Regions from separate parts of the Mus musculus genome. Here region 1 is linked to region 2. A link is a contact called in public HiCAR-type data. All regions are on one chromosome and are shown on one strand. Each heading gives the region's core, a stretch centred on a gene start, on an enhancer-like site or on the middle of the called end of the contact. The rest is flanking DNA. Distances are from core to core; before and after follow the strand shown. Region 1 overlaps Zfp704 (zinc finger protein 704). Region 2 overlaps Mrps28 (mitochondrial ribosomal protein S28).

Evidence for each region. HiCAR-type assays count read pairs that join an accessible place to other places.
Region 1: a HiCAR-type map of astrocytes shows a contact between it and region 2, with 2.4 times the contacts expected there. The contact joins two enhancer-like sites. A contact is called at or near these places in 1 of 115 datasets of contacts at active chromatin or transcription factors (astrocytes) and 1 of 9 other capture datasets (embryonic trunk).

Annotation. Positions count from the first base shown.
Region 1 is chr3:9,489,996-9,494,711 of GRCm38.p6, reverse strand. All of the region lies in intron 2 of Zfp704 (zinc finger protein 704), which reads left to right. Among named protein-coding and RNA genes, the nearest start is that of C030034L19Rik, 89 kb to the right of the region's middle. Within about 2 kb of position 2,406, at least 24 of the 459 cell types and tissues checked have an H3K27ac peak or open chromatin away from gene starts, as enhancers often do. A contact at or near this core is called in astrocytes, where this site is marked.
Region 2 is chr3:8,864,534-8,869,135 of GRCm38.p6, reverse strand. All of the region lies in intron 2 of Mrps28 (mitochondrial ribosomal protein S28), which reads left to right. Among named protein-coding and RNA genes, the nearest start is that of Gm52600, 33 kb to the left of the region's middle. Within about 2 kb of position 2,460, at least 132 of the 459 cell types and tissues checked have an H3K27ac peak or open chromatin away from gene starts, as enhancers often do. A contact at or near this core is called in astrocytes, where this site is marked.

The DNA of each region.
Region 1 (4,716 bases), core at 1,157-3,656, 630 kb before region 2:
AGATGATAGCTTTGACTAGTGATAAAGACTCAACAATCTTACAGGCCAGACACTGGATGGTAGATCTGGGAGCACCTGGTCCCACACTTCTGTGGGCCTCACTCCCCTCTGTTACTCCATGTCATTAAAGCAGAAATGGCAAAGTACAGTCCGGGGAGGTTCAAAGCACGCACTCAGATTCTAACAGCAAGTTAACCCGTGTGTGCAGTCATTGCTGAGAATGCTGCCTCAGAACATCTCATTCGAAGGCTCCTGTCTTAGTCAGGGTTTCTATTCCTGCACAAACATCATGACCAAGAAGCAAGTTGGGGAGGAAAGGGTTTATTCAGCTTACACTTCCATACTGCTGTTCATCACCAAGGAAGGAAGTCAGGACTGGAACTCAAGCAGGTCAGAAAGCAGGAGCTGATGCAGAGGCCATGGAGGGATGTTCTTTACTGGCTTGCTTCCCCTGGCTTGCTCAGCCTGCTCTCTTATAGAATCCAAGACTACCAGCCCAGGGATGGTCCCACCCACAAGGGGCCTTTCCGCCTTGATCACTAATTGAGAAAATGCCTTACAGCTGTATCTCATGGAGGCATTTCCCCAACTGAAGCTCCTTTCTCTGTGATAACTCCAGCTGTGTCAAGTTGACACAAAACTAGGCAGTACAGCTCCCATCACAAGTCAGTCTTGAGTGAGAAAAAGAATAAGATGGTGACTTTCGGGAACTGTGAAAACATCCACCCCAGGTCCTCTAGCTGGGAACAAGGGAGAGAAGAGTGTTAATACTCATCTTGTGTAGGCTTAAGACATTACTAGTGATCCCAGAGTGTGTGAGCTGATTCAGTAGTAAGGTACTTGTTGCTCAGCCTGATGACCTGAGTTTGAGTCCCAGAACCCACATGGTCAAAGGAGAGAACAGACAATCTGTATTGAGCTCCATACGCATGGCTTCTCTCTTAAAAACGAGTGATCCTAGCTATATCTGCTGCTTCTGCCCAGTGGGGTGGCACAGGGATCGAATGATCTCTTTGCAACATCACCTCATCTCTGTCTGGCAGCCTCAGTACCTGAATGCAGAGTACAGTTGTTTCACTTAGATCTTAATGAGTAATTTAATTTGGTGAGTCAGAGTTTTGATTTTTACAGCCATGAAATAAAACCAGTGTTCATCCATTATTCTTTTCATTTTAGAAATCACTATTGTTTCTGTGGAATCCGTTCAGCTGATGAATATTAAGCCTGACTTCTGTGGGAGGCAACTAGCAGAATAGAAAGGCAATTATAATAGATTTTTGTTGTTGTTGAGCAAAATATTTATACTGAAATCCCAGAGTCCAGGCACGCTCCCCCTTCTCCGCCACGTCCCGCCATAACCTAAAGTGGGCCAGTGTGCTGCCAGTGCACTCACAAGAGAATCTGTCAATCAGGTGGAATGTAATGATCACAAGGAAAACTTAAAGTTTTGGAGGAATGGGTTTTTTGAAGACTACTCCACATGTGAATATGTGAAGTTAGGAAAAGCTCAGTGGACACGCAGTGAGCTGGCTAGAGGGGCTCCTTAGGGCAGCTGTGAATCAGGTTTGTGCAGAGGTACCCCAAAGTCATAGCACTTATTAATGTTACCTGAGAGCCTTAGTCAGTGACTTATTGAGAATGAAAGAATTACAGCAAGATCAAACAACAACCACAAAAACCTCAGCTTGGTACCTCAGGATATCATGCCTTCTGGATAACTCACACTCTGTCTCTCTGCCTCTGTCTGTCTGTCTGCCTATCTATCTCCCCCCTTCTCTCTCTCTCTCTCTCTCTCTCTCTCTCTCTCTCTCTCACACACACACACACACACACACACACACACACATCCTATAAGAGAAATAAGGTTGTAGAGAGTGTGGAATTTGCATCCATTTGCCTGTTCATTACCCAAACTCTTATTGGATCCCCATGTCAGCCACTGGTTTGGGCTCTAGAGACAGGACTGTTCTCGTCCACATAAATGTGTTTTCTTCTTGGGTGATACAGGTTCAAGGAAAGAATTTTCTTCTGGAACATTCAAATAATCAAACATTTACCTCATCTGGCTGATCGAACATTCTGCAGACATTGATTCTTAAAGAGGGAACAAGCTGGATATAACTGGCTGCTCTTGAACACTGTGGTCCCACACTCTGAGATGTGGTCCCATGCTCTGACAGTGTCCCACACTCCAGCAGCTAGCATTAGTTACATGGGGGAAAGTCACAGCAACGTTAGGCGGTCCTCTTTTTAACCTGTGTTCTTATCTGAGTCTTAGAGAATTTTGCACATTGTGTTATGTTCATATTTATCCATAACTCCTCCAGGCTCACCCTGCTACTGGTATTCTTTTAAAAGAATGACTCATTGAGCCCTATTTGTGCTGCCTTTGACTGGCAGCAGGCCTCATTAGTGTAACAAATGGTCAGTTGGAGTTTGTCATGTGTCTTAGCCTGTGTTTTGTTGCCGTGTAGAGACGTGACCACAGCAACTCTTATAAAGAAAAGCATTTCATTGGGCCTGGCTTACAGTTTCACAATGTTCGTCCATTTTCATCATGGCAGATGGTAGCTGAGAGTTCTACATCATGATCCACAGACTGCAAGAGAGAAAGAGAGAGTCACCATGCCTGGCTTGGGCTTCTGAAACCTAAAGCCACTTCCCTAATGACACTCTTCCTCCAACAAGGCCACACTTCCTAATCCTTCTAAATAATGCCACACCCTGATGACTAAGCATTCAAATATGTGAGTCTATGGGGAACATTTTTATGCAGACTGCTACTTCATGCCTTTCCCTAAAGCCCCAGAACCAGACAGCTATTGGGTGAGACCCACAGACATCACAGAGTACATCCCTCTCAGCAGGACTAAAGGAGTGACCTCCTTGCTGTCAGTATCAGATTTAAGGAGGGCGCCTGGAGTACAGGCCTCACTGAAGTAAATCTTACACAGCGATATGTAGACATGGCCCTTATCTAAGGCGATGGTGAAGACATAAATCCATGAAGACATGTTATGGGAATGGTACTTTAACGGGACTCCTGATGCCTGGCAGTTTGAAATCATCTTGCCCATGGCTTGACTTCTGTATTATCTGTCATCTCTATGTCTGCCTCACAATGGCAGGCATGTGACCTAATTCACCAGTTTCTACTTCCATAGTCTGATACAAAGTTGACTTGTATCCTGTGACTGATTGTAGTAACCGAGAATACAGATGATGGAGTCTTGGAATGCTGTACTAAATAAACACTTCTGTACTTTACACCTTCCGAAATGACCAGACGAAATTCTGCCGCAATTACCATCTGTACAAGGGCAGAATGGATGGAAACCTGTTTAACAGTGACACCTGTGAGTCACTTAAGGGACCTAGGGGGACCAAACAAACTCAGCACGAGTCAACAGCTCAGAAAGCAAATGTCTAAATTGTTACTAGGAATGGGTCCCCTGTCACAGTTCATTTCAACAAGGAACTGTCCCTTAACAGGTGCTGTGCAGGCCGTTGGAGAGCTATAAACAAATGAACAAGGTCTCCTGTATGGAACTGTACATGGATGTAACTCAAAATATATCAAATGCCGAAATGTAAAGGATAAAACTATCCAGCTCTTAGAGCAAAAGGGGAGTAAATTTAATGACCTTGGATTTACTTGTGGTCTCTTAAATATGGTCTTAGAAGCTTAAGCAACAATGGGAAGACAACTGAAACTTTACTTTATTAAAGCTTAAAATTCAATGCAGAAAAGGACACTACCAAGAAAATAAAGAAAATAAAGACACAAAGAGTATGTATAACATCCAGAATATTTACGACTTATTAATTAAAAAACAATGTAATTTTAAGGAATGAGCAAAGGACTTGAGTAACTTTTCTGTTAAAGATAAGCAATCAGAAATGGGACTGCTGTGAAGACGCTCAGCATCGTTAGTCATCAGGTCAGAGCTGTGACTGATGGAGGAATGATGGTGTGACTCAAAAGATGGACCCTAACAAACGTTGGAAAGACGGGGTGCGGGACTGGGCAGTTGGTAAGAGGTACAGCTGCTGTGGGCAGTAGTTGAACTCAGAATTACTGTGTGTCCCAGCAGTTCGACTTACATTTGCCCCCACACAAATTTCTACATGTTCATAAAGTACAAGTAGACATAGCTCAGATGCTCCCCACCAACTCATAAGTGGGCAAATAAAATGTGGCTTGCATATGGTGCAGCTCTGTATGTCCATAATACAAGTGAGGTACTTGCTTCAGCACAGTGAACACCAGAAACACTGTGTTACACGTCAGAAGCTGATCACAGATTATCTCATGGTAAAACTGCATTCATGTGAAGCGACCAGGCTAGGCAAATCTGTAGAGACCGTGAGTGGATGGTATCAGCAGAGGCTGGAGGATGGACGCTCTTTCTGGGATGATGGCAATGTCTTAGAAGAGGTGACAGTTGCAGAACACCGTTAGTATGCTACAAGCCACTGACTTCTAAAGTCATTCATGTTTGTCTGTATAAATTTTACATAGCTCTCAATCAATCTGTTGTTAAAAACTTACACCCCCCATGCACACACACCTTGAATAGAGTCTCCTTCACAGTGCCTAGGTCCCGTCAGATTAGTAATCCTGGGTTCCATTCTGCATAGAAGACAGAAGTAGTTTACTTCACCCATAGAAGTCCAGCACAAGTTTAGACATTTAGACTGTTGAGGTGAAACAGT
Region 2 (4,602 bases), core at 1,211-3,710:
ATTGCAAATATAATTAGCACATGAGATAAAATTCATAAGCATAAACTGATTGTGGCTGTAATGATGAAGATTTACATTTTGACTCTTAAAGACTAGATATGGTTAGCAATTGCCTATTCTTCACAAAAAAAAATATCTTCTACATCTGTAACTCACAGCGTAGAATTATTTATGGGCTGCTAGGGTTTTCTGGTTTGCTGCTGTGCCAGACCTTCTACAGCAGTGCCTCCTTTGCCTTGTTAAGCATATGTGTGACGAGTCCCAGTTGCCTTCCTAGGAGTATCAATGAAATGGGTGAGCCAAACATTCATCTTTTGTCTTTTCAGCGTGTTTCTGCATGTGGACATGCATGTTTGGAGATCTGAGAACAATTTTCAGGATTCCTTTCTCCTCTTCCACCCGGTGGGTTCCAGGGATCAAACTCATCCACCGAGCCATCTTGCCGCTGTAACTGTTAGGCTGGACATTGATTTAGATCGGGTGGAAATGTTAAATCATGTATATAAAGTTTTATGTTAGTGGGTAGCGAGATGGCTTGGTAGGTAAGAACACTTGCTGTTCAGCATAAGAACCTGCTCATGGCTGTGCACCTCCAACCCTATGGCTGCCCAGGGAGACAGTGAGCGGTAGGGTTGTTAGGGCTTGCTGGCTGAGCCTAGCTCCAGCTTCTCACTGTTTCATGGAAACAAGATAGAGAATGACAGAGCAGGACATCCATGATCTTCTTCTGGCTTCTACAAATGCATACACAGGCACACACACATGTGAGCATGCACCCCTCCCATATATGCATACATTTCACTATTAATATGTTTGTGTGTAGTATCTATGTCACAGATGCAGGGACCATAAAACTGGAATCAGTTTACTAGCAGAAAACAGTCTCTTAGTAAATGAATATCTTCATGGACACAAGATGTAGCAATCTCAGTCATCTGGAAATACATTTCCTGTTGGGTCATGAATGCATTAGTCCCTTGGCTGAGGAGGTGCAAGAGGATGTGATTGTTAACACTAGCTGTAGAATTTGAAAGTGGTCCTAGTAGCAATTGGGGTTAAACTTGCAGACAACATTTCAGGAATGCTTGCCTGGTGCCAGGCTGTTAGGTCCGTCACACATAATAACCTCTTTTGTCCTCACAGGAGCCAAGGCAGCAGGTATTATTATTATCTCAATGATTATTTATTGACACAGAGTAAGAGTGTAGCTAGCAGCTGGGGAGGCTAGGCTCCCATGGCGGGGGAGGGGCGGCTAGAGAGCGTGAAGGTGGGCAAAGCACATGAAGGAGATTGCACTAATGTTTTACAGCACACTAGCATACCTCTAGTATACAGCAGCTCTTCATGTACTTCAGATTACTCCAGGAGATGTTTATAGGCTCCTAACACAGAGATGATGATGCCTGGAAAGGAGACAGTCATTATCCTGATGTTATCAGTATACAGTATATGCATATTTTGAATTATAATACTGTAGCCTTTCAATAAGTGACATTTTAAAATTAAGAAATAGTTGGTACGCCAGGTGTGGTGGCACACGCCTTTAATCCCAGCACTCAGGAGGCAGAGGCAGGCGAATTTCTGAGTTCGAGGCCAGCCTGGTCTACAGAGTGAGTTCCAGGACAACCAGGGCTACACAGAAAAACCCTGTCTCAAAATCACCGGGGGGGGGGGGGGGGAGGAGGGGAAGAAAAGAAATAGTTGAATAGTTGGACATGTCTATTGCAGATGAGGAAAATTAAGACCTTAATTTTTAAATGAAGAAATAACAGAAGTGACAATTGGTAGAACCAGATTAGAGTGTAGTTGAACCCTACAGCATGCATGCTTAAGTTCAGATAAACCTCCCAAGACATCTTTGGTTAGGGAAGGGACATTTACTTAGGACGTGAGTTGGTGCTTTGATCTAGCTGGAGTTTCTTGGCCTTTGTCAAGCAAGCCGTTTAAGTCAATGGAAGCCGTTGGTCTGTAGTGACGCTGTTTGACTTCTGACTTAGGTGCTTTAGTTTTATACCCGATTAACCTAAGAAAGATGCAGGAAGAGAGGCGTGCATGTGCTTGGGGCATGTTAACATACATGTAAAAAACAGACCAGAAAGGCTTCTGCCAGTCTGGGGCGGCCTCAGAGCACTACCAGAACCTTGCCCTCTCAATGGCCTTCAGCCCTGTTCCTGCATTCTCTACTGGCACACGGCCTACTTCGCTTCTCTTCTTTGAGCCAGTCCAGACTTCTCTTTGTACTTAACAGAAGCTTGGGGAGGGGGATGAGAGGAGATGGGGGAGGGGGATGAGAGGAGATGGGGGAGGGGGATGAGAGGAGATGGGGGGGATGAGAGGCGATGGGGGAGGGGGATGAGAGGAGATGGGGGGGTTGTAAGTGATTCATAAGAGAAGTATGACAGAAACGAAAGAAGTATAAAAGAGCAACAACAGTGCTTGACTCAGTACCCTGTCAGCACCAAACTCAGTGACTGGACTGTTTGGCCCTAGCTCTATTTTAATGCAAAACTGACTTCACTGGGGTAAGAAGTCTTACCTACTGACTTCCCAGCTCTCTCTTGACCTGTCATGTACATATGGGTACAACTGCTGGCCAAGGGGACAAGTGTGCAGCATTCTTCCGCCTTCACTTCCTAGGCTCTTTAGCCCCCATTGAGCTGTGAACAGTGGCTGAGGACAAAAGCTGTATACACTGTTCAAACAGAGCAGCAAAGCAGCAGTGCACTGAGTCACTCTGCGCTCTGTGTGAGAACTGAGGGGGCTCTATTCATTTCCTTTGTGCTGCTGTCTGTCAACAGCACTGTTTGAGGCAAGGCCTATTGTGCTGGCCAGTGTTTCTTATTGACCTAAGTCTGTGGCTGCTATGTTCCCAGGGTCGAAGTTGTGAGTGAGAGAATGTTTGGAAAGGGGTAATCATAGGCTCCATGCATTTTGCTGTATTGTCATCTGACCTATTAAATCTAAACTGTGGTCCGTGTTAATGCAAACAGGTAATTATATAGTCACAGCTGCAGCTATTGACATCTGCTCACTGCCCCCATGGGAAAAATAGGTTCTTTTTGTTCTGTGTTTAGATTCTTGCATGCTGGATTTTAATGATTTTTAACTGAAAATAGATAATGGATCAGGATGAGTAAAAGATGAATAAGGTAGACACGCCTTAGCCACAGATGTTTGCGTGTTTCCATTGATAACATGGTGCCTTAGCATGGCTCCAGCCTGAGTAATCTTGGTTGAGTTAAAGTAGTAGAAAATAAAGCTAACTGTTACATTTCTATCCTAGATGACCGGGGCACCATGCTGCTCTGGGAACTCGGTGGTGTTCGTTTGTTTGCTTTAACCCACTGTGTCTTCCCTAGTGCAAGATGGTCTGAAGCAAAAAATTTCAAAACAGCTGCCTTTAAGCATCACATCCTCTACGTCCTATGGGAAAGAACCAGTTTCACGATGGAAAAGAAAAGAAAATATTCAACTATGTTTTACTTTAGTGTGAAAATCTACTCTTATTACTTAAATTCACTGCAGTCAGGTTTCGCTCATCTGCACAGCTCATCAGTCTTAGTATTTATTAAACCCCTAGGAGGTGGTGGGCCGTGAGGTGGTGGGCTGCTCTTTGAGAGTGGATGGCGTATTGTCTTTGTTCTATTTCATGCTTTCACTAGGGCATGGTGAAGTTCTCAGAGGTGAGAGTCCTGGAGGGCATAAGAGAACCAGACTTCAAGGTCTAGGGCCACTTCAAGGTTGTCTAAGGTTTGCAGTTTGTGTCACTTGCCTTTGGGGATGCAGTCTCTTCCTAACGTTAGTTAAAAGTTGTGTTGTTGGCCTTGTTGAGAAAGCACTCAGGATACCCTCAGGTTGGAATTGCCTGTGGACCAGTCCTACAGGCAGGTTCCTTTCTTTGTTCATCACAGAATAAGGCAGGAGGTGGCTGTACTGTACTGTATGTAGTGGTCATTGGGAGGATGATATTTGACCTTCTTACATGTAAGATACCAAAGATGATGATGAGGAATATAAATTCTTATCTGTAGGGAAGTAAGGCCAAATGCATTTATTTTTATACTATCCTTACCACAAGCACATGTTTAAAAAACACAACATAGTGGTAAGATTTTATACAGTGAATAATAGGATACAGTTAATACACAAAATGTTCTCTCTCTCTCTCAACAAAGTGGGCCATTGAGAACTTGTAGTTCTGTTTTGAAAATACTGTTCTGTGTTAATGTTACTAAGTGAAGCTGCCATCCTGTATGTAGAACATGGTAGAGTTAAGACAGCTGCAAGTGCATGCAGTTGTGGGTACTTCTTAAAATGAAAATGGTTTTCAAATTTTTGGAGAGAAATCTGATTTTTAAAAAATATTTTCACTTCTTTAATGCTATGTTACATATAGAATGATTTTCACAGATAATCACTTCAAAAGGCTTTTCATATTTGTTAGAAATAACAAACCATATGTCATCTTGTAGATGCCCTGATTTGGTAGGAACATGGCTCTTGGCCAGCAATTAATTAAGTTACCCTTTTGTTTGGGCCATATTGTGGCAGTCTTTAGGTGTGAAAACTTCTGTTGTTACCAGATAGGGATGTTCTTGTCTG